Linked DNA regions of Zea mays: all the other regions are linked to region 1. Evidence: chromatin contacts called from public Hi-C data. All regions are on one chromosome and are shown on one strand. The core of a region is the stretch at or near the end of the contact, and the rest is flanking DNA. Distances in the headings are between cores, read along the strand shown.

Region 1 (4,410 bases), core at 1,259-3,758:
CAAAACTTTAAGTTGTGGATAAAATTTTTCAATTGGTATCTTCTAAATTCTATCTTATATGCATACATCCTTAGCAAGTAGTTTGCTAAGTTAGATTATTTATTATTTGCTTTGGTTGTGTTGTCATCAATCACCAAAAAGGGTGAGATTGAAAGGGAAATAGACCTCGGACTATTTCAATATTGATTTTGGTATTTGATGACTAGCACAACTAATTGGACTAACAACGTTGCTAAGTAATTGATTATAGAATCAAAAGAACGAAACATAGACTTGGACAAAATATACTAAGAAATTCAGAAGATAAAAAAGATCAATTTGGATTAAATTATAAAGCAAAGGACTTAAAGGGACATACTAAAGATTTTCTAAGTCATACAAATGTCCAAGACATAAGCCAAGCCAAAGCCTAAGCAAATGAAGTCAAAGAGACAAGTTGGAAACAACCATGGAACACCAGATGTATCCAGTAGCACATCGAATGGTGGACTAGATGACACACCAGATGTATAGTGCACAACGGTCGACTGAAGAAAGGCGCCAACAACAATTTGACATGGCATGTTTGGTGGCACACAGGACATGTCAGGTGAACTCTCACAACTGACTGATCTGACACCTTTATCCAACGATCACTTCTGAGATGACAGCAGACATATGTGGTGAGTATGCATAATCTTGAGTGGGGTTCAAATAGCTAGTTTCAAGTTAGGAGCCTATATATACCACCCAGCTTGACACAACTCCATCCTAGAGCTAAGAAACATCATCGATTAGTAATGGGATCATCTCCTAGCCATTTAAGTCTCTCAAATGCTTTGAATTGAGTTGTGTGGTTAGAATATACATCCATTTGAGAGCTAGAATAACAAAGAGTTGCTAGAGCACTTGTGTTGAGTTTAATGCAAAGTGAGGAGAATTCTTGTGATCAAAGTGTGTGGAGTTGCTGCTCAAGTTTGTAAAGCGATTAAGAGTGTCCTACTTCATGTGGAGAGCCTTTGTGATAGTTTGCTCTCGCAATTGCAAAAAGAAAGAGACTCAAGCTTGATGTTGGTGATCTCTTGAGTGAGGAAAGGGTTAAAAGAGCCCAGGTTCTTTGTGAACCCCTCGATGGAGTTGTAGTTTTTTTGTGGAATTGAACATTGATAAACAAATCTTGTGTCTCTTGTGCATTCTCCTTCCCTACTTGTATTTGCCTTTTTCCATCTAACTAATACTTACTTTGTTTGTCTTTAAGCTTTGTCTCTTCTATATTTGGTTGCTAGGCTCTATTCCTCACCTATGTTTTACTACCAATATAAGCAAGTTATTACCTTGGAAATTGACATTGGCTGTATTATCTTGTTCTAACCTCTCAACTAGTAATCTTCGGACCAAAGTTTGTTGTTTAAGTTAAAATTTCAGGTTTTGTCTATTCACACTCTCTAGGCAACTTTAAATAAGTACTAACGATTAATATACATTTGATTGATGTTTTAAGTTGCACTAATATATCGTGCTGCTTCAATGTTAAGTTGATTCTTTGTTTATCCAAAGACGAAATTAATCCAAAGTTGACTAGTATATATATACTTAAGTTCACCTCATGTAAACTATATCCAAGAAAATTTACCAAAAATATTTTTACTCTCTTTTTATCTATCATTCTAATTATGTGTGAAGTAAAACATTTTTAGTTTAACTTAATATATAAAAATAAAATATTAATATTTATGATACATATGATTAGATAGGTCATTCAACCTTTTTCATAAGAGCAACTCAAAGAGACTCTCTATATTCTTCTCAATTAATATAAATAGAGATTTTTGTAACAAGTTTTCATCCAATAACTTTTGTAAATGGTTATTTAAATTATAACTATTTTCTATTATGGGGTTTTCGCTAGCCAAAGATAAAAAACGCGAATGGCTCTCTAGCGTGCAAATAAAATATGGAAAAGCTGTTGGAGATTGAAAATATATATAAAAATGATTTTCTGTAAATGACTCGTAAAATGATAATTTAGAGAGTGAAATTTAGATAATCTCTTAGAGATGCTTTAATAATTCTATTTAAAGATATAAATATTATCAATAATTTTTACAATATTAGTTAACTGTCTATTTTTTTAATTTAATGGCGATATTTAGATAGAGACGGGGGAGCATGTTGGTTACTTCAGGGTGTGGATTGTTAAAGTTCCTCACTGCTCATAGCCTTACATCTGAACATCTCGTGGGACTGGGACGATAGACATGGATAGTAATATACTGTACTAAATATTTATTATTTACCTATATACCGCGCCGCCTGCTTGCGCGATACAGCCAGCCCGGGCCCCGGGATGGGCTGACGGGGAGGAACGCAGAACGCTGCCCTGCGGGACATCGGCCGCGACGGGGAGGATCTGCACCGTTACGATTGTGCGAACTTGGCGGGACGGGAAGAGAGATGCGCTGCGCCGTGCCGTCACCCGCCATCATCCAACGGGTCCAGTTCTAACCCCATTGGAAGGCTGGTCCCATCGGACAGTGGTACAGACTTCCTTCTCCGCAAAAATATGCTGTTTCCCAGGGTGGGAGTTACAAGTGTAGGCGATAACTCTCTCTCTTCTGCCCCTCCACGTAGGGTCTAATACGAAAAAGCCGACTTGTTATCAATCGAACCAAGCAACTATCGCTTCCGTCACCGAGGAGCCTCCATCTCTCCGACCGCCGCCGCCGCCGCCGCGGAAGGTGAAGCGATGGGGTTCTTGGACGGATTACGTCTCGACACGCTGCTTAAGCGCGTCTGCAAGTCGCTGCTCAAGAAGCGGCTTGGGGATCTGATCCTCGGCGACCTCGACCTCGATCAGTTCGACATCCAGCTTGGCCGCGGCACGGTGCAGCTCAACGACCTCGCCCTAAACGCTGAGTTCATCAACCATAAGGCGCGTTTTCTTCCGCACCCTCCTGCTTGTGTATTGTTCTCCCATGTGTATTGGAGCCGTCGCAGTCCGCTTCCCATTAAGCCGATTAGGCGGCGAAGAGGGAGGTTAGGTTTGTGACGATCTCATCGCCTACTGCCGCTCGCTTGTTTTGTTGATGATCAAATTGTGGCGTGGGGGAGTTAGGAATATTTTGTTTGATTGCCGGGTGGGTTTAGTTGTTTCATTTTAAATTCTGATCGTTATTTCCACCGTTTTGTGGCGCGAATTCTAGTTTTGGTATTGAGGCAGGGGTTTTGACTATTTTTGTGCTGGAGCTGAAGACTGGTGGCGAAAACAAGTGGAGCTTTAGAACTTTTTTGATTGATGCCTGTGTCAATTTTGGTTAATGTCAATTTGTTGTTCTATTGTATACTTCAGTATTTTTTGATTAGTTTAGTTTGTACCTTAAAGTTTATGGGATAGCTGCAGAATCTGATCTTGGGTGCAGGAGAAGAGGCTATGCACCTTTGTTGCAGTTCATTCCTACGAAGCATCCTAAATTAAAATTCATTACAATGTAAAGCGTGCACACACCGAAATGCTAAGTGTGGCTAGTGTTAAAATTCAATCTAGCAGAAAGTATTATGTGGTCAGTTAGTCTATAATTTTAATTGCTGTTCTTGGTAGCTTCAATACTCTTTATTTACTATTTCTGGTACTTAGCATACCACAATCATCTCTTATTTGAATCCCCCCCCCCCCCCCCCCCCCCCCCCCAAAAAAATGTGGAACCTGCAGAAGTGAAATTATTTGTTTCATGTCTTTCATCAGTTAATTTTCTGTATTATTTCAGTTATCAGGATCCCCTATTATGCTGAAAGAAGGATCAATAAAATCCCTGCTAGTTAGATTCACTACTAGCTGCGAGATTGTTGTTGAAGAATTGGAGCTTGTGCTTGTCCCATCTGTTGCAAGTGAAGTTGATAATGTGCATACTGAATGCTCTGTCTCTGGTAGTACTAGTGACACACAAACATTAGTAAACACCGAAAGAAGTGAATCTGATAGTAATCAGTGCTCCACTTCTGTATCCCGAGATGTGGATGAAGGTGTAAAAAGAATTGCCAATGCCATCAAATGGTTTCTGACAAGCTTTAATATTAAGTTAAAGAATGTCTATGTTGTATTTGATCCTCAAATCAATTTGAATAGTAGACTCCCAGAAACTAGTCGATCTCTAGTTTTCCGAATTAAAGAGGTGGAATTTGGAACCCAACTTGGTCTATTTAAACTGGACAACTTTTTAACTTTCCGTGAGGCGGTCATTGAATTTTTGAAGATGGATGATGTCGACACACTGCTTCAAAATGATCCAATTAGAGGAATAGCTGGCATTTCAGCAAGTCATAGTACTACTGCAGTCTTAACCGGTCCCATTGGTGGATTCTCAGGGAAACTCAATTTAAGCATCCCATGGAACAAGGGGTGCTTGAACTTTGAGAAAATTGATGCAGATGTAT
Region 2 (4,834 bases), core at 736-3,235, 460 kb before region 1:
TGTTCACGCAATCTTGTAATCACTCGGACGCGACACTTGGATTATTGCCTTCTGTCAAGACGAAGGTATAAATGTGGTTAAATGTTATGTTTTAATATTTGAATTTGTATAATGAAATATATGAATAAGTTTATGTGTTTTAATACATTATACTTTCATGTTTTATATTTCGTCTTTCGTTATTTCATAACTCTAATTACGAAGGTATGACCTTCGTGATTCTTGCTCATGACCTTCGTCCGAAGTTCATTATACCCTAGGGGAGATAATGTTCCGATGGACGAAGGGCATTAACATTTAACATTTTATGTTGCCTTGTTCTATATTCAAAGCATTTGAGAACAAGTCCCCAACAAATTTCTTTCCAACCTTGGACTGCCAAATCCAATTGAAGGCAGAGGGAGGCTAGATTGACTGAAAAGTGTGGCTATAGAACTTGGATGAGCTGAAGGTAGTATTGCCCCATAGATAGGTCCATTTATCTTTAGCAGCTGTAGAATTCAGAAGATTGCTCATCAGTTCGTGGAAAGCCAGATATTCATGAGTGGCCTGAGGAGATTAAGGAGTATGGAAATTGTGCTCCATATCCATGTTGGCTAAAAAATCTTGAAGTGAGCATTCCTTTGTCTTGGCAACTATCAAGAAGTGAGTAAAATGCCCTAGAAGTCGGGTTGTTAGTCAGGTCTTATACTGAAAGCAGACTGACAGTGGTTTCTAATCAACCTTGGAGTCGATTTGTGCTTGATCCAGTGAGTAAATGACCAAGGTCTCTGTGACAAAGTCGAAGCTGGTATATAGGGGTACAACTTTGGTATAATCGACTTGGTGGCTTGCTGAATGAAAATCAAAGAAAAAGGGCCCTCGACTTGGTCTGTCAGGACACTGAATGAAGATGGTGATGGTACGGTGACTGAGAAAGATCAGAGGCGCCGGGCACTTCACCGATGATCCCACACCGTGATTCGCGCCCACCGGAAAAGATCTGGGAAGGGTCGTGAATGTGGTCTCTGGCACCGGTTCATCCATCGTGATTCGCTGGCCTGCGACGTGGCCGAGCGGTCGATGCCGTTGTGGCTCCTGGTCATCTCGGTTGCACCACGCCATAGACCATGTATCACATCATTGTAGGTCATGTAAAACAGCCAATTACCCCCTCCCAAACATTACACTCATTGAGCGCCACGTTTGGCGAACTCCAGTGACTCATCTTGACGTCACCATGAGTTCATCCCCGTCCAAAATTCAGAGCAACTGCAACCGGCCTCTATAAATTGAGTGCCCTTCCTGCTCCGCCTTCTTGTTACGCACCTAGAGAACCACTCCTCACCTCAAATCATCCACCATAGCTCGCGAATTCTAGATTTCCCCCAAAATCAGCCGAAACGCCGTCGTGAGGCATCATGTCGTGGCCAGCCATTCTCAGGTCCATTCACATCCCTCTGATCCATGTTTGTACACCCTCTGGTGCTAGTGAAACTCCTGGTCTCGGCCAATTGAACGCTACCGCACCGTAGCTTTGGGAACGTTGCATCGTCATCCGGCAACGCCATCGTGGACATGGCTCATGTCGACCGGTTGTTCCGGGGTGTCTCCGTCCAAGTTTGCGCGAGCACCATAGTCCTAGTATGTCACTGATTCGTTCCACGTCCCTGGATTGAACGCGACCGGCTTGGGAAAACCGGTAAGGGCACGCCAGTGATCTTGCTCCGCCGTTGTCGTGGGCAGCTACGAATTAATGATGCTCTGGTCGAATTAAGCTCGTGAGTGTGTTCGGGTAGCACCTGTGATGGTGTCCGTGTACTCGGCACCACCGGAATAGGTCACCGCCAGCGAGTACAGGCGACCCCGGCCAAGTATTTGATCGGTGCGCGGCCAGGGACTTGAATCGTGAAGAAATAGAAGTACGGGGGCCTATATGCGATTGTTAGTGAGACACAGGAATAGTGTTCAGGGACTATTTACTGGTTATTCAAATGGCTAGGGACCTTTGCGCAAAACAAAACGCGAGGACGCGGGCGCGTTCCGCCTGTCTGTGGGCCAGTCGGGCTGGATACGACCCGTTACTATTCACGTTTTAATCTTTTCTTTTTACTGACAACTTGGGAAATTCATAGGAAATAGTAGAAAATTGGTAAAATCGTGAGACTAATTTTGCTAGATTCATAAAATCGAGTAGTATTTAATAAAAAATAATTCCAAGATTTTTATCCCAAACCTAGAATTTTGTAGCATTTAAAGGTGCTTAAACCAAGCCTTTTAGAATTTTAGAAATAGTTTAATAATTACAAAAATCATAAAACTTTTTGGGTAGGGTTAATATGACGATTAGAGCCCTGAGTGAAGTTTGAAATAATTTGGACACTGTTTGACCAAAAATGCAATAACTAGCTTCATAGGATTAACTACTTAATACTAATCCTAAAGGAATGCCTAAGTAGAAAACCTTAGTGATTGGTTTGTATCGTGAAGGAAAGTTGTATTCAAGATGCAACTTACTATATTTCTATTATGTAACTGCATATTCATGACATAGCATAAACATTCATGTACATGTATTATCATGTATAGAACACGAGGAAGAAACCATAATAGAGGAAGAGGTTGTCTCCCAGACTGAGAATCCTTTAGCGGAGAACAACTTTTACTTTGATATCTGCGGTGTGGAAACAGAAACTCCTGCAACACAAGGCAAGCCCCAGTGCATTATCCTTTTTCCTTATTGTTTTAAAATCTTTATCACCTTATATGATGCATTAGGTGATAGGAATTATGTGATAAACAGTTGATGAATTTCCTTCCTTGGAAAATTGGTTACGATTCCTTGTTTGCCTGTTTTGTTTAAACAAGTTTTCTAATGCTTAGTCTTGCTATACAAAACAAAAGGTTTTGTTTTGAAAAAGGTGATGCTTCACACTGGATGGGAATTTTTACAAAGAAAAGACTTATGATGGTGGATCCATCATGGCCATGATGGGTTCAACATCTGAAAAGAGTACCTCTGCCAGGTACCAAACTTTGGGTTTTAAATGATAAAGACGAGACCGGGCGGGTGACTTGCACGAGAAGGAAGTCTCGGTGTAATGTCTCCGTTTGAGTCGGTTAAGGACTGAGCCGATATAGGCTTGATGATCGAGGACCTTTTAATTGGCCACATGCCTCATCATGGGTAAGCTTTGCCTTGGTCGGACCAATACCAGAAAGGCTACCACGCAATGGGAGTGGAGAGATGGCAAGAGTAGCATGTACCCTTCGTGACAAGAGGTTGGACGGTGGAGTATATGTGCTCTCGGTTGGCGTGAACCCATTCTGGTCTTGAGAAACCCGAGTGCGAGTTGACATATGCAAGGGTTAAGTGCTACATATGTCGTGTGGTTGGAGATCCCTAGCTAGGTATTAATTGATTCAGATCACCATTTCTTCTCGGACATGAAGACTTGGTCACTTCCCTACATGTAGCAACAAGTGAACAGAAGGGGTGATAAAAAGATGGCTAGTATAGGCCAAGTGCTTGATCTAAGAATATAAAGGAATCTAGATGCATGTAATTACTTAACCTGATAAGTAAAATGAATTTTTAAGGATCCACTTATAGTAAGCTTTTCTGCAAAAAGAGTCTTTGAATTATGATAAGGTTTACCTTGATTCCCAAATGCTAGCATATCCTTGAGAGTCTTTTTCCTTTGATGGGTAAGACTTGCGAAAGTACACTCATACTCAGGGTTTTCAAACCCATGTTGTTGTAGGTGATGAAACTGATGAGTTCTGTTGTTTTTGTTCCAAGGTGGTTCTAAAGCAGGAGGAAAAAAACTAAGACCTACCCCGGGAAGGTGTTTTGCCTTCCTATGATGTAATAATAAGTTTAAGCACTCAGTACCCGTTATGTAATAATCAACTCTTTCTATATTTTACTTATGAATGTAAACTATGTTATTGTAATCCTTTTCGCTTACTTTGATGATGTGTAATGTCTACGTTATGGGATAAGAGCTCTTGGACGATATGATGGAGGTACAGGTAACCGAACCTGCCGAGCCATTATGCGCTCCTGCATGACTGTCTGAGGTCCTCGGGACAAGGACATCTTTAGGTGGGCCTAATACCTTGGGAGGTTCCGTGACAATAACCATGGGGTACCCCGCCCCCAGAGTAGTGAGTGGTCCAAATTAGATTTACCAAAGGCTTGTATTCTCTGCCATAGAATTTGTGAATTAATTTGAGTAAGAGGGTCGTGTTCTAAATCTTCAGATTGAGAACCCCCAGGCCCCCTCGATTTCTAGGACAACAAACTGTGTCCCAGGTGACCAGAGGATTTTGGTGTGCATTTTCACTGCTACCGCACTAGAGAGAGTCCCTTCTGATACGATCGATAGTGTTAATGACCGTTACCAGTATCTTAAGGGTGCAAATTGCAAAGATGGGCATCATCGAGTAAGTAGAGTTGACCAGAGTAACTCTTCTTGCTATAGATAACCAAGAACTAATGGCATTGATCCTTCTTTCAACATTGGTGATGAGAGGGAGGTATTCTTTGACTTTCGATCTCGTGAGACCCATTGGCAAACCCAAATAAGTGAACGGGAAGGTGCCAACTTGACATCCAAACATTGCCGCCAACTGATTGATTTTGGTGACATCAAGGTTGATCGACAAGAGGCATTTGTTGAAATTAATCTTGAGTCATGTCGACATAGAGAACGAATGCAGAATGCCTTTTAAGCAGAACAACTCCCTCGTGAGGCCTTCATGATGATGAGGGTATCATCTGCATATTGAATAACAGGGAAGTCCGAACGGGTGGTGCCTTTGAATGGAGCCGAGAGGATGCCCATATTTG
Region 3 (4,517 bases), core at 689-3,188, 300 kb after region 1:
CTGATTAGCTCTCAAAATGGAGATTGGATTTCCCCTGTTGCTGAGATGCAGGAGTTTGTTCATTTGCTCTTTTATTTAATCCATGTATTTCCTAACCAAGTGGGTAATTCATCTCGTATAGAAGAAACGGATGAACAACTTGACCAAATGAATTTCTACCTAAGTGCATGATCTCCTGTTAACAAGAGTGAACTCTCAACCATTGGATCGCCGATGGGTAATGAGAAGGCTTACTCAATGTCGAAAGTAGTTCAACAAGTTGGTTTTACTAACTTGTAACTGCCCAATGAACAAAGGTTGAGTTTAGAGATCGTTTTATCGAGTTGTCTGAACTCACTTTAGTTCAACCCATTTTAAGGAAGTGATTATAAGAATCAAGATTAAGTCGGCCAGTAACCGCCTAATTATCGCTCTAGTCATGCCTCGATTGCCTCACGTATGGTTTTCCAATGTGTGTGATCAAGTCGAGCCATGATTAATGCTGGATAAAATGGACTGGTTGCAAAAGTCCGCATTTACCGATCCTTTCGTTGGTGATTTTTCGGGTCTATCATTTTTCTTGGATTTGGATTTTCTGGCTAACATGAGTTAACTGTGATATTATTCGACATTCACACCCGTCTCGTGTGCTATGAACTTACCGTGACCACTTGTTGGTAAACCTCCTTTTGTGTGTTTTACCCAAGATGGTGCATCTGATTCTGCTTGGGTAAGATCGCATATTTGTTGCTTGCTCAACAGACTCAGATAGTACAGTGTCATAAAAAAAAGCAAACTGCATACATGGAACCTTATGTGTTCCTCTAGCAGACATCGTCTCTACTGGTGGATATCTCTAAATTAGTTTAAGGAAATACATGTTATGTCCACTAGAGAAACGACATCTTGAGACACTCATCTTTGCTTGGAAATGTCTCATGATTATCGCTGATATGAACATGAGTTACATGCTTCTCTACTCTTAAGAGTCTTTCGCTCCGAATCTCGAGACGAGATTCTTTTAAGGGGGAGGGCTGTAACACCCCTGGTGTTTATATTCCGCTCGATAACGAGTATGGATTTAAGCACGTAATATCAGTGGATAAAACAGATGCTAAATTTTAATCATCTTCGCCTATCGTGATTTTAATATCGCATCTGTTCCGTCTATCGCGAGTTCGACATTGTTTTTATTTTCATCTATCCGGACTCGTCCTAAATTTTCGTGATGTTCAGAACCTAGTTGTTCCGAAAATCGGTGCGTCCGGTGATTATTTAAAATTCATCGTTCGCGCGAATACGAATTCGGAAGCCCGACTCACTCAGATGATTTTTTTATCTTGGGGCAAAATAATTAGGATCACGCGTCGTCTGAGTGAAATCGTGCACACGAATATAATTCAATTTATCCTTCAGCACGGTGTTTTGACGATGAAATCGCGTATACATTAGCGGATCTGGTTTCGGCTAATTTCAGTCAAATCACGCGGAGTAAATTATCTGCTCTAACTTAAATCAAGCGCAGTCTGTACTAGTTTGATTGTCATCTTTTGTTTCGTCCGGTTTACATCTCGTGCAGAGTTAATCTGAGAACCAAATTATTTGTGGTCTGTTGTGTAAAAGTTCAAATCGGACAGAAAAGTATATAATAATTAAGTATAAAAAGGAGAAGAAGATAAATTTGTTTGTTTGTTTCCCCATCGATCTATCTCTCTATCTAAGTTGATTCTTTTTTCCACTCTTATTTTAATGAACAAGCAACCTTAAAAACAAGAATTCGTCACGTCACTCTTATTGGTTGATTTCTCAGCTCCTGGAAACATCTTCATTGCCACGTTATTTTCATCGTGTCACTCCACCATGCCGAGTCCCTATTCCACCGCCGTTCTGTTCTCCTTTATCTCCCACCACTCAAAACTCTCTCCATGATCTTTTCATCGTGTGACTGTGTGGAGGCACTTCCTCTTCACCGGTGCCTAGCCATAGAACTGAGCTTGTCAGTGCACTCTGCTCCTCTGGTGCTGCTCTAGGTTCAGCCGGCGTCTTCGTCACGTTGCCGGTCGGCAAAGCTTGCCTAGGCCCCAGCTGTCGCTCACCTTGACCGTCCCCAGTTTCTCCCTTCTCTACACAGCGCCTCTGCTAGCTACGTGCTCCTCTCAGCTACGGCAAGCCATCAAAGCTCGCTGGTGGCTAGCACTGTAGTCCCGGCTCCCCCACGTCCTAGCCATCGCCCACTGCCAAATCAAGTTCGTCGGCCAGTCGCCGGTCCGACCATGAACCCCTGCAGACTCCTCCATATCCACAGCGCGTCATTGACCTTGCCGTGCGCCGTTGAGCCTTCATCTCCATGTCCGACATCTAGCTCGCGTCCATGGATGTCATGCCGCGCCGCGAGCTCGATCTGCGCTGCCATCGCTTCACCGTGCTCACTGGCCATGCGCCCCTGCAGCTCCCTGTTCGGTAAAATGAGTGGACTCGTGCTCGTCGTGTGTTGGGAAGATCGACACTGCGATGCTGATTGTTTGATTTTGGGGAGAACGACACACACATGGTGTTCAGTGAATAGTTCAAACCAGATAGCCTCATCGAAATCACGACTCCGAGTCGATTCAGACATGGTAAGCTGATCCATTTGTTTCCCGTTAGTATGAGGAATGATTGGATGCGTTGGATTAAATTACTGGTCGTAATGATAGTCATTATATGCTATTTTTATTTAAAAATAGGGTATTAATGTTTATGTAATTTCTGGTAATAATAATTAATTAGACATTTTTATATGTATATGGTAAAGTTTGGGCGACAATGTAATTTAGATGAGGAGTGCTTTGGTGGTGGATACAAATGACTAGGATAATTTAATTGATTTAATATTGGCGATATGCTTGTGATCACAATTGTGGCGTAGACACATCGTGAAACGCTCGGGTTTAAAATACGGTTTAGGCGAAGGAGATTTCGGTAGACCAGTACACGATGTTGGTGAATCGATGACGTTAAAAATAGGTTAGTATTAAATCAGCTAGCCGACGTTTTCCTCTCAAGTGTTGTTCCGATTCTAATTGTTTGTGGAAATACTCGAACTAGAACCTGCTATTGATGCCATAGTTTCGAGTGAATTTAGTATTAGTGCGCGATTTCACTATTGCTACTAGTCGAGGTATTAAATGAATTGGATAAATGTGGTGGTCGCGATAATTATCATGTTGTAGCTCTTGTGTCATGGTTGTGTTTATTGTATGACGAAATGTCTTAGTAAGCGTAGTGTTATAGTTGCTGACACGATTGGAAAGTAGACTATTAAATAGTGTGAGATTTTAATTAGTTGGCGGGTTATGCAAAGTAGCCCGATCGGGCGGTTTAGAAAGTTAGTTAATATGCTTCTTTTCTTATTTTAGATTTAGACGTCTAGAACTAATGAACCTAGGTCTGTTAATCTGTTGATGTTAGGCTTTAACCAAAGAAGGTAAAGCATATGTATAGGTTGTTAATTCCTAATGTTTATTTTAGGTCTAGTCAAGTTAAGAAAAACATTAATATTGTACTTAGTGGTATATTAATATCCAACGTTGTTTGAAGTGTTGTAATACCTCGTCACTAAATATATAATCCTCTTCGGTGTAGCAATAATTAGTCGTGTGCTATTCCTGTGTATATCCGTTCATGTGCATTGATCACGTGATGTGGAGGACCAGAGCTGAGTCGACCACAAGATGCTGTTAAGCGTGGGCTTCTTCGCAAGGTGTTGCTGATGGACGAACCTAAGGATGGATGACCTGATCAAGAACCATGATGAAGATGATCGCCAAGTGAACGTTGTCTAACAAACACTAACGTAGTGTTTATTCCAGGCAAGCCCCGGTGCATGCAACCCCTTCCTTGTGTTTTTAAATTATTTTTACACACTTTAAGTCTAGTGATTGTGCATTAGGTTTATAGGAGTTGCTTGAAAACCCTTCGATGCATTGGCTACCTTGAAATCCATCCCTTATATAGATACTTCTGGTGAAGTATCAAAATATGATTTACAAAAAAAATGCTTAGCCCTGCTTGTAAGCATATAGAGGTTGTCCTTTGCACTTATGCCTAGCTCAGGTTTATCCTAAGGAAGGATGGCTTCTACCTGCAAGAATATTTTCATTGGGAGCATGGTGGGATCTTACTGCAAAGTTCCCTATAATGCTCTTTTCATCCTAAGGAATACAAAACAATCCTAAGGATGGAAGTACTTAAATCGAGACTTGGGTTAGGAACAGGTGATGCTCCACCCAGGTTAATTAAGGATTGGATGCGTATGTAGGCCTGTATGATCAAGGACTATCTTATCTAGCCACATGCGCTGGATATGGGACAGGGTAAGCTTGAACCCGGCTATTCCATACGTGAAAAGACAACCGCGCACTGGGCGTGGGAGATGGTGGGAGTAGCGTGTACCCTCCTGGCTAGAGGCTGGTTGGAGGAGTACTGTGCTCCCGGGTAGCGCGGACCGGTTCACGTTGTGGAGGATCTGTGTGAATGGTTGACATATGCAAGGGTTA
Region 4 (4,815 bases), core at 1,829-4,328, 450 kb after region 1:
AACAGTGATTCAGTGAAGGTCAAATAATTGTAGAAATTTGAACCAAATTATATTGCTAATCAAGAGTAGGGCTGGACAAAATGCTCGTGGTTCGCTGGCTCGCTCGGTTCATGGTCAGCTTGGCTCGGATCGGATCGGCTCGTTTGAATTTTTCACGAGCTGAGCTGACATTCTAGCTCGGTTCGTTAACAAGCCAACTCGCAAGCTAAACGAGCTAGCATATTCCAACAAAACGAAACTATATGTGTATCATTTACAGAATAATTGGTGAACATGTTATATATATGTGAGGTGTCTATGGCTTATGAATTAAACTAATAATTAATGAACTATGTCTATGTGTTAATTTGGTCTATACAAATATAATTATGGGTTAAACTGATAAACATGTATGTGAATTGTGAATTAATGAACGATGAATTATGCTAATTTGGTGTTATATTGACGTGGTTTGTGAAACTATGAGTATAATTACTATTTTCTATTGTTAAATTAGTTTGAAATTAACTAAAAAATAATTATTATATATATTTTATTTTTTATGCTCTGGCTCGCGAGCTAAACGAGTCAGCTCGAGCTCATAAACGAGCCGAGCCGAGCCGAGCTGACTCTGTGGCTCGTTACCTTAACGAGCCAGCTCGAACTCGGACGAGCCGAGTCGAGCTGGCTCCAGAGGCGAGCCCAGAATTTCAAGTATGAGTATTCAAAATTTTGGTAGAACATATTTTTTTTGACAATCTAAAATCACACTACTGTACTGTATGATCGGTTGAACGGTACAGAAATAAAGAATGCTAGTGAAAACCAAAGTTTAGACAAAATAGCTGTAAAATAGTATGATTTTATGCTTTTTATAATATTTTAGCTTATATACATAATATATATATATATATATATATATATATATATATATATATATATATATATATATATATTTGTTTTGCCAAAAATAATGAGTATTCAATTGAATACCCTTGTTTGCATATAGACCCGCCACTGGCTGGCTCGTTATCTACCCCTAATCAAGAGCCGAGAGTAGAATGCTGGTTAGATATCCTTCCACCACAATCTACTCTACGTATCAACTACTCTATTTATTTTGTAGTGATTTGTTTTATCACTCAAAGTCGTTTGAGCGTGGCTAAAAATTTTACATTTTCGAATAAATATTTTGAATAAGACGAGTGATTAAAGGTTTTTTAAAAAGTCAACGGCGTCATATATTTATGAATGAATGTAGTACTAAATAACTGCTGGAGAAACAATACTTCCAAATGGGCCATTTAGTTTACCTGTGTCACTGATCTTTCTTATTGCCATGTTCATAGCATCTGCAACATAAATGTTGCCCCTATCATCCACAGTGAACCCCTTAGGATGGTTCATCCTCGCTTCTCGCAGTCTTCCATCAACATGGCCAGATAAACCTTCTGGAGAACCAGCAAGGAGCTTTGGTCTGCTATCTGCATTGTTGAATCCAATTTCAGAAGATCCATCAGATTCTGATTGCTTGGATATAATCTGGGAAGCATCTCATGCTAAAAAAACATGAATGGCAACTTCATCACTATCCTAAAATAAAAGTCGTCTTGTTGCAGTGAGGGAAGTGAGACTGACATAGCATTTGCTCATAGTGGAGGTACAGTGTAAAATTTCCAATTGTACCTACCTTTAGTGACATGAGATGAGACAGGAGATATTGCTAACAATTTAAGGGAACCAAATCATAGAAACATTTTTCCTAGTGAAGAGGTCTATTTGCTCAACTTCTGATATGTGAAACAGGAAGTAAGGGAGCTGATTTCTCATATGCCTGATTTTGAAGGGTTTTTCAGGCGATGATAGCAGCCATTAGGTCTTAGATGTCGTTTGATTCATATATTTGTAACGTGAACAGTAATCGATAACGTTAAACCATGTTTGTTTAAATCCAACAGTAATCAGATACCACACTAGAAACTAATACCGTCATATCCAAACTTGTTACCGCTGGTAATCGAACGTGAATCATTACCGTTGCTATTTATGTTACATTTGGTGAACTAAACAACACCTTAAGTCTAACCATCTAGAAAACCAGCACTATACATCTACTTTCTCTTCTCAATCCTTGATTCCAGGCACCTGTGCTATAGGAAACGTGAGGAAGTAAACCAGCACATCAACAAAGGGAAGTGAAGGAGAAAAAAAAACCTGCACGAGAACGATGGTTCCATAAACATGGGGAACGATCGCAAACAGCTATTATTTCATATTGTCCATACTATAGCAATGAACAAAATAGTAGGCATTTCGCAATCGAGGAACAGCGCTTGATGAAGTCAGCATGCAACATCAGCCCCTACCAACCACCACCAATAACTCCCTCCCTAACTACTCACATCACCGAGGGAAGCATCATCGAGGGAAGCAGAATCCCATGAAGACTGGAAAACCTGAAAAGGACAGGGAGTGGTCGGAGGCAGAGCGTGCTCACATGGTGACAACGGCAGCTGGACCCTGTAGATGTTGCTGTTGATGGAGTCGAGCAGGAGGAGGTCGCCGGCGCGGTTGATCTGGGCGGCGTGCGGCTCGATCCCCAGCTTGCTGCCGTCGAACACCGTGTCCACCGCGTACCCGCCCTCGTACCGCACCATGGACCGCCCCGCCACGGACGCCGTCGCTGCCGCCGACACCGCCAGAGACCGGAAGAGCAGGCACACCCGGTGAGGAAACAAGAATCAGAGAGGGAAAAGACGACGCCACGGTCCGGCGATTACCCGTCTTGGTGGCGGCCGATTTGAGCGACCACAGCTGCTTGGCCACCGCCGACGCCGTGGTGGACAGGAGCCTGCCCGCAAGCCCTGCCATCCGACGTGGAATAAGACTAATCAGCAAAGGAAGCGCAGCGAACGAGACGGTGGGGCCGCAGAAGGAGCTCACTTGCGGGGTACGAGGACGTGGCGAACGCGGATGGGAAGAAGGCGCCGAACAGGAGTGCGGCGGCCAGGAGCGCCACTCGCCCTGGCGCCGCCATAGCAACCATTTGCTTACTTGCTCTGCCTCTGGGCTGACAGAGTAATGCAAGAACCAAGAGCCGAGAGAGGGAGGAGCTTGCAGGGGGGGAGTGGTGCCTGTGCTTATGGTGAAGGGAAACGTGAAGAGGGCGAGGAGGCCATTTGGGGACAAAGTAAAGAAGGTTCAGAAAGCACCAAGGATGCGGCCTCTTTTGGGGCCCGGCATTTCCCGCTCGCCGTCGCTGGGTGGAAAAGGAGGGAAGAGAGACGCAAGAGGGAGACAGAGAAGGCGTATAAGCGACGAGGGAGGGAAGAGTGACGAGAGAGACGACGAGGGGTCTGCTTAACGAGCACATTTTATCATTTTATCCGCGTGTCCATAGCTAAAAACCCTATATGGTGCAGATTTGAGTGAGTTTATAACCGTGGATACCGCTATGAATTTGATTTTCAATTCGATAGGTTTTTCCTCGTGGATATGAAAATGTTATACCCGTGCCGGTAAACCCACATACCCGTAATATATATATATATATATATATATATATATATATATATATATATATATATATATATATATATATATATATATATATATATATATAAAATTATAATTATAATTATATGCCCGCGAAAATACCTATGGATTTGTGGCACCCGCGGGTAGCGGATATGAGTAGCATATTGTACCCGTCATGTGTAACGGATACTGGTGTGGGTTTAATAGCAAACCCACGGATGCGGGTTTGAAAACCCTCTACCCACGGGTTTCAAACCCGTTGCCATCCCTATGTCTGCCGGTGACGCTCTCACCCGCTGGCCGCCACTGCTCTTATTACTCGCTATACCTGTACATGTGGGCTGGTGTGACGGGCACGACACAAGCCCACAAAAGCATATCACCAATTATGGGTCGTGTCGTGCCAGCACTGGGCTCAGCCGTCGGCCCACAGCACGACCCACAATTAGTTATGTATGCCAGACCAGCCCAAATAGCCTAGAATATCTTAGTGTGCCAGAACAGCCCATATACATACAACAATAATACATAAACATAAAGTATATAATATATAAAATGACCAATAGCTATTTTGTGGTTGTCACGTTATTACCTTTGGTCAGAAAGAAGAAAGACTACAACTAGCTCAGAAATAATATTTAGTTCTCTGTTCAATATTTAGTTGAGTACTATACAACCATAAGAAATACATATACAATGATCATCATCACTATCCCCGTCTTGCCTTCGAAGGCCCATTGAAGCTCTGGATTCTCCAAGTTGTGTTAGTCCTATGTGCTTTGACATGCCTTAGTTAAATACTAAGTCTATGTTTAGTGTGCTTCGATGGGCCTTAGTTAAATGGGTCGTGCCAGGCCGGCCCGTGGGTTTGACTTGAGGCCCAGGCACGGGCCACACATTGGGTCGTGCCAGACCCAGGCCCACAATTATGTTGGGTTATGCCTGGAATTGTGTGCTTTGAGTCGGTCTATTAGGCACAACACAAATGTACACCTATACTACTCGCCGCCTTGCCTTCGACTATACATGTCCAGATGGGTAAAATAGTGAGGTCTAAACATTTGAATAAGTTGCACACACCTATTATAATGTCTTTAGCACTTTGATTTGGTCTCCAACTTAGTTTCTTGAGAAAAGTGCCTTTTGACTTAGTTTGAGACAAAATAGGAATCATGGTGAAAAGATAAGAAAGATGTGAGTTTCCATGACTTAGTTCAATTGATTATACTCTAACAATGTTTGTCTACTCTAACAATGTTTGTCTATGTCGTAGGAAAGCTCCAAAGAACTGCCAAAACA
Region 5 (4,431 bases), core at 669-3,168, 340 kb before region 1:
GCTGGGAGGGTCCTTACAAAGTAAAACAGGTAATGTCTGGTAACACCTATTTACTACAAACATTACAAGGCAAGGATTTACCCAAGGCTTTGAACAGGTGTTTTCTCCAGCAGTACCATCCTAGTATGTGGCAAGATGCTTAAGGAAACCGATGTAATCATATCGAGTTAAAATGCTTTTATTTTGCTCAGCTCCACCAAAAGGCAGGGGGGCATATGTTGGGCACTAAATTGAGCACCGGACGATCCGGCCCTGAGGCCGAATGGTCCGTGGTCCGGACGGTTCGCGCCTATGGGCCGGACGATCCGCGCAAGCGCAGAACAGATTAGGGTTCCGAGTTTTGTGCTACGGTTGTTTACTAGATTCGCGGGATTCGCTCGGAAATCAGTTTGTAAAGGGTCCAGTCCCCCTCCTCTATAAATAGAGAGGTATACGGTCGATTTGTAATCATCAATCGAATCAATAACACTTCTATTTCGCATTTATTTCCAGTACAATTAGGAGTAGTTCTAGTTTAGCCTCTCGATCCCCAAATTCTCCGCTTCTCTTCGACTCTACGTCGATTAGAGGAGTCAAGGTCGGCCTGCCCGAGCCTAGACAACTCTTAGGATCTCTCCTCCTCGACGGGGTCTCTCCCGGGAGCGAGATCCAGGCGCCGCCGGCGATCTTCCGCCGCCCCTGCACACGCGCGGACCGTCCGGCCGTCAGGCAGAAAATCCTAGCCTCGTGCAAGGCCGCGGACCGTCCAGCCTCTAGCCGTGGACCGTCGGCCCCTGTGCAGTCCGCCCCTGTGCAGAGAGCACCGCCGCTGGTTCGTGTTGAGTGATTGACGCCCTAAAAAGGTGTAAACACAACCCTATGCTCTAGGATGCGCACAACAACAAAGGCTTTATACCAATCAATGCCCGAAAAATTAACTATTTGTCATTATTCAGGAGGCGGGTGGTAAATAATTTGCTATGTGAGTAACTCATGTGTTAGTAACCCATGATTAAGAAGATTCCGTAAGGTAGGCAAACAGTTAAAAGCCTCTATCTTGGAGGCGTAGTGGTAGTGGGCCAGTGACATGATAAAAAGTTTATCTAGTTTATATATAGAAGCTGATGAATGTAATGACATGCCCCACTAATCGCGCGGGATGTTCCTCATCAATCCGGGGGTAGCTTTAGTTGATTGACTCGTACCAGTGGAGGGTGGAGCACATGACATGCCACCCTACCTAGTAATCCTCACTCTGCCGAGTGGCTCACAGGAGAGCATGGAGATCTGGCTGGTAGCATTCCAGATTAAGCAACGGGCGGACACTAGCATTATACTAGTAATAAAATGCCAAGCCTAGGGGGTGGTCGAAGATGAACAACACGTTCCAGATTCGGAGAAGGGGGGACAATGGCGGACGGGAGCTGCGGTGGATCTTCTAGGGGCACTTGGGCCCTCCTTCCTTGGTTTTCCAGTTGTTGTAGCAGGGGCAGGCGCCCTTGTTGCCGTAGAACCCCGGTGGCACGCAGAGGCACTTGGCGCAGCACTTGTTGCATAAGGTGAGGCAGGCCTTCCTGTACTGCGTCTTGGAGCACCGCGACCCGCACTTGGGCGAGCACTCCCAGGGATTCAGGTTGCCGCCTCCGCTTCCGCTAACACTGCCTCCGCCTCCGCCTTCACCGCCGCCGCCCTTCTTCACCTGCTGCCGCAGAGCAGACTGATCGAGGAGCAAATCGTCCGATTAGTTGTACGTACAGGAATGCAGAATGCCTAGATTTAGCTCTTGAGGTTGAGGAAAGTGAGGCTAGCGCTAGCGCATCGATCTTACCACGGGAAAAGCGACGGCGAGGAGCACGGATGCGAGCACCAGGAAGCAGATGACCTTGGTCACCATCGCTCGTCCTTGTTGGCCGCCTCCTTTGCCTGACCAAAGGTCGGGAGAAGCTCAGGGGAGGTGGGGAGAGATATTTGGGAGCGAGGGACGTCCGGTTCCACCCCGCCGTGCTTATATGGCAGACGAGGCAGGCAAGGAGGAGGAGATATTTGGGACTGGGGAGCGGCAGGCAGTGGATGACTGGAGACGGTGGTGTGGGTGGGTGGCACCGTAGCACGGTAGGACGGTGGGAGGTGAGGGCAGTTATGGCCCGGCATGTGCGGCGCCAGCGGGTGCGCAGGGCAAAGGCTGCCGAGCCATGCCAGCACGCTGGCACCTCCGCTTTACTGCCGCCCCTGCGTGCGTGGTTGGGCTCATGTCCACCTTTACTTGCTCAGCGTTCCCTTCAGACAGGTTGTTTAAACTGAAGTAGCATATAGACAAAAATATTGTAAAAGTAGTAGAATTTGGTATAGATTAAATCTAAGTTTATTTAGGGACAGATGCGGTTAGCATTTGATTTAGATATAGATGTTAAATAGACATATTTGTATTTGTTTTTACATAATAATTCTCTAAAATAGGGAAAAATTAATATTAGCAATGCTTACAAAATATACATTGTTCTAAAATCATCTAGATCTTATAATTGTAACTAATTAACTGTTATTCATAAAATATACGGCATGTATCATTATTTAAAATGTTCAATAAATTTAGTTTTAATATAACCGATGGTATTTAAATCTTAAGTTTGAGTAATATTAATAAGACTCATCATATTAATTAGTATTTAATTTTATTTATATGCTTCTAGGATTTATTTCATTTTTGTATTTCGTATCTATAATTTTATTATACTTTCTATATTTAATTATTAACACATTAATTAAAAAATTTACCTTGGTAGTTTTTACATTATATTATAGGTTTCTTCATCCGTAGTGATTTTATTATATTATAAAAAACTACCGATAAGGAAATAGATATATGTAAGTAGATATTTGAATTGAATCTAAAATTGAGATATATGTTTTATAGTAATATTTAATGTCATTCATATTTGTACTCAAGTCAGAATTAAAATATACTTCCTCCCGAGTGGATGATAGTACAGCATGGGTTGGATTCTTTTCACGATGAGGCCGCCTTGTAGATCGCGGGGCTCCCAGGGGCACATGGCCCGGCCCCGGGACCGCCAGACACCTATTTCGTTTTCTACTAGAACCGGCAGCAAACATGCGGTAGGTACCCTAGATCTCCGTTCTCGGGAGGGGGTCGGCAGGCTATTGATTTATTGTATCCGGTCTGCTTGCTAAAGCTAGTGCCTAGTACTGTTTGTTTGTGTTTAGCTATCTCGAGCAGTATGCACATCCTTAGGCTGGCTGCAGCGGTTGCCGCCAGCAGCTCCTCTTCCCTTGCATGACGTCTGCAGGGGGCCCTCCACGCGCGCAGCGCTGCCCCATGCCGAGCCCTATACCGCGTGGTCCTCTTCTCTCTCCCCCTCAATCTAGATGATCACTATTCATCCCTTACATCACTGTGTTGTGGGGCCACGAGTAATTGTTATTAGATAAAAAATTGATAGTTAATATAAAAAAATAATATTTTATAGTTGTAGTGGAGTATAGGGGGAGTATTTAGGGGAAACCGCTGCGGGAGATGAAAAAATAGGGAGAAAAATAGGGGAAAAATTTAAAGGTAACGGTTACGGATAGCCTTATACTTAGATTTTAAAGTTCACTTTATAAACGGCAAAAACTCTATTCCACGAACAGACGGTGCACAAAACAATGTAAGGCTGGCTCCAACAAGACCCTCTAAAGGGTCCTGTACCCCAAATTTAGAGGACGAGGACGTCCTCTACTCCCTCCAGCAACGTCTCTAAACGGTTCTCTAATTTTAGAGAACGTTGCTGGATCCTCTATTTGTAGAGTTTCTCTAAACGGTTCTCTATTTATTTGAATATTTTAAACAACCGGTTTAATAAAACTAAAATATGTAAAATACATTTGAGAGTATGACAAATACGTATGTATAAAAATTAAAAAATTAAAAATGTCTTTAATATATGTATTTACATATAGAGGACGTGATTTAGAGTATGTTGTTGGAGAGAAAGTAGATATAGAAGATGGAATCTTTTAGAGAAAACTGTAAATGACAGATACAGAGGAGATAGTCTAACAAAACAGAGTAGAGTGCCGCCGGAGGGTGCAAATTGCAATTCAAGTAGCTCGAGTCGTAGAGTAGTACTAGTACGAAACAAAGGGGCAAGGCCACTAGGGTCTACAGCAGTAGTACTGCATATCGTCATGGCTGTCGCTTACGTTTGGAGCAAAGCTCTGAAATTTGTGTTCAACTTGCAGCAGGCAACAATGGTGGCTCGGCAACGCCAGGCGCCTCGACGTTGTTTCAGTACTTTGCTTTCCGCTGCTCGATCTAAGCTCCAAGAAGCTACTAGATTGCTAGAATGGTAGAATTGACAAAACTGTGGACCAGAGCACACTGCGCCTGCGCAATGCTAGCCCGTTTCGCCGCGGCAGATCGCGCTAGCCCAACGCGCGGCGCCGGTGTAA

What was found. A called contact is a pair of places that touch in the nucleus more often than the background predicts.
Region 2: a Hi-C map of leaf shows a contact between it and region 1, with 4 times the contacts expected there. The contact joins the enhancer-like site here to the promoter of LOC109942396 in region 1. A contact is called at or near these places in 4 of 25 Hi-C or Micro-C datasets (ear, leaf and tassel).
Region 3: a Hi-C map of leaf shows a contact between it and region 1, with 4 times the contacts expected there. The contact joins the promoter of LOC118473300 here to the promoter of LOC109942396 in region 1. A contact is called at or near these places in 3 of 25 Hi-C or Micro-C datasets (bundle sheath and leaf).
Region 4: a contact with region 1 is called in a Hi-C map of bundle sheath, with 3 times the contacts expected there. The contact joins the promoter of LOC100384592 here to the promoter of LOC109942396 in region 1. A contact is called at or near these places in 4 of 25 Hi-C or Micro-C datasets (bundle sheath, ear, endosperm and 1 more).
Region 5: a contact with region 1 is called in a Hi-C map of tassel, with 4 times the contacts expected there. The contact joins the promoter of LOC100282417 here to the promoter of LOC109942396 in region 1. A contact is called at or near these places in 2 of 25 Hi-C or Micro-C datasets (ear and tassel).

What each region holds. Positions count from the first base shown.
Region 1 is chr9:35,492,768-35,497,177 of Zm-B73-REFERENCE-NAM-5.0, forward strand. LOC109942396 (autophagy-related protein 2) reads left to right here and starts at 2,509. Exons shown (of 14, transcript XM_020544352.2): 1 at 2,509-2,911; 2 at 3,744-4,410. The coding sequence starts at 2,726.
Region 2 is chr9:35,034,251-35,039,084 of Zm-B73-REFERENCE-NAM-5.0, forward strand. No RefSeq gene overlaps it. Among protein-coding and RNA genes, the nearest start is that of LOC109942499, 88 kb to the right of the region's middle. Within about 2 kb of position 1,986, at least 15 of the 20 cell types and tissues checked have an H3K27ac peak or open chromatin away from gene starts, as enhancers often do. A contact at or near this core is called in ear, leaf and tassel, where this site is marked.
Region 3 is chr9:35,791,102-35,795,618 of Zm-B73-REFERENCE-NAM-5.0, forward strand. It overlaps LOC118473300, which reads left to right and starts at 1,939. Exons shown (of 2, transcript XM_035962516.1): 1 at 1,939-2,597.
Region 4 is chr9:35,941,878-35,946,692 of Zm-B73-REFERENCE-NAM-5.0, forward strand. It overlaps LOC100384592, which reads right to left and starts at 3,079. Exons shown (of 7, transcript NM_001397525.1): 1 at 2,923-3,079; 2 at 2,760-2,843; 3 at 2,477-2,662; 4 at 1,293-1,463. The coding sequence starts at 3,025.
Region 5 is chr9:35,151,366-35,155,796 of Zm-B73-REFERENCE-NAM-5.0, forward strand. It overlaps LOC100282417, which reads right to left and starts at 1,919. Exons shown (of 2, transcript NM_001155328.2): 1 at 1,808-1,919; 2 at 1,068-1,696. The coding sequence starts at 1,873. The coding sequence ends at 1,418.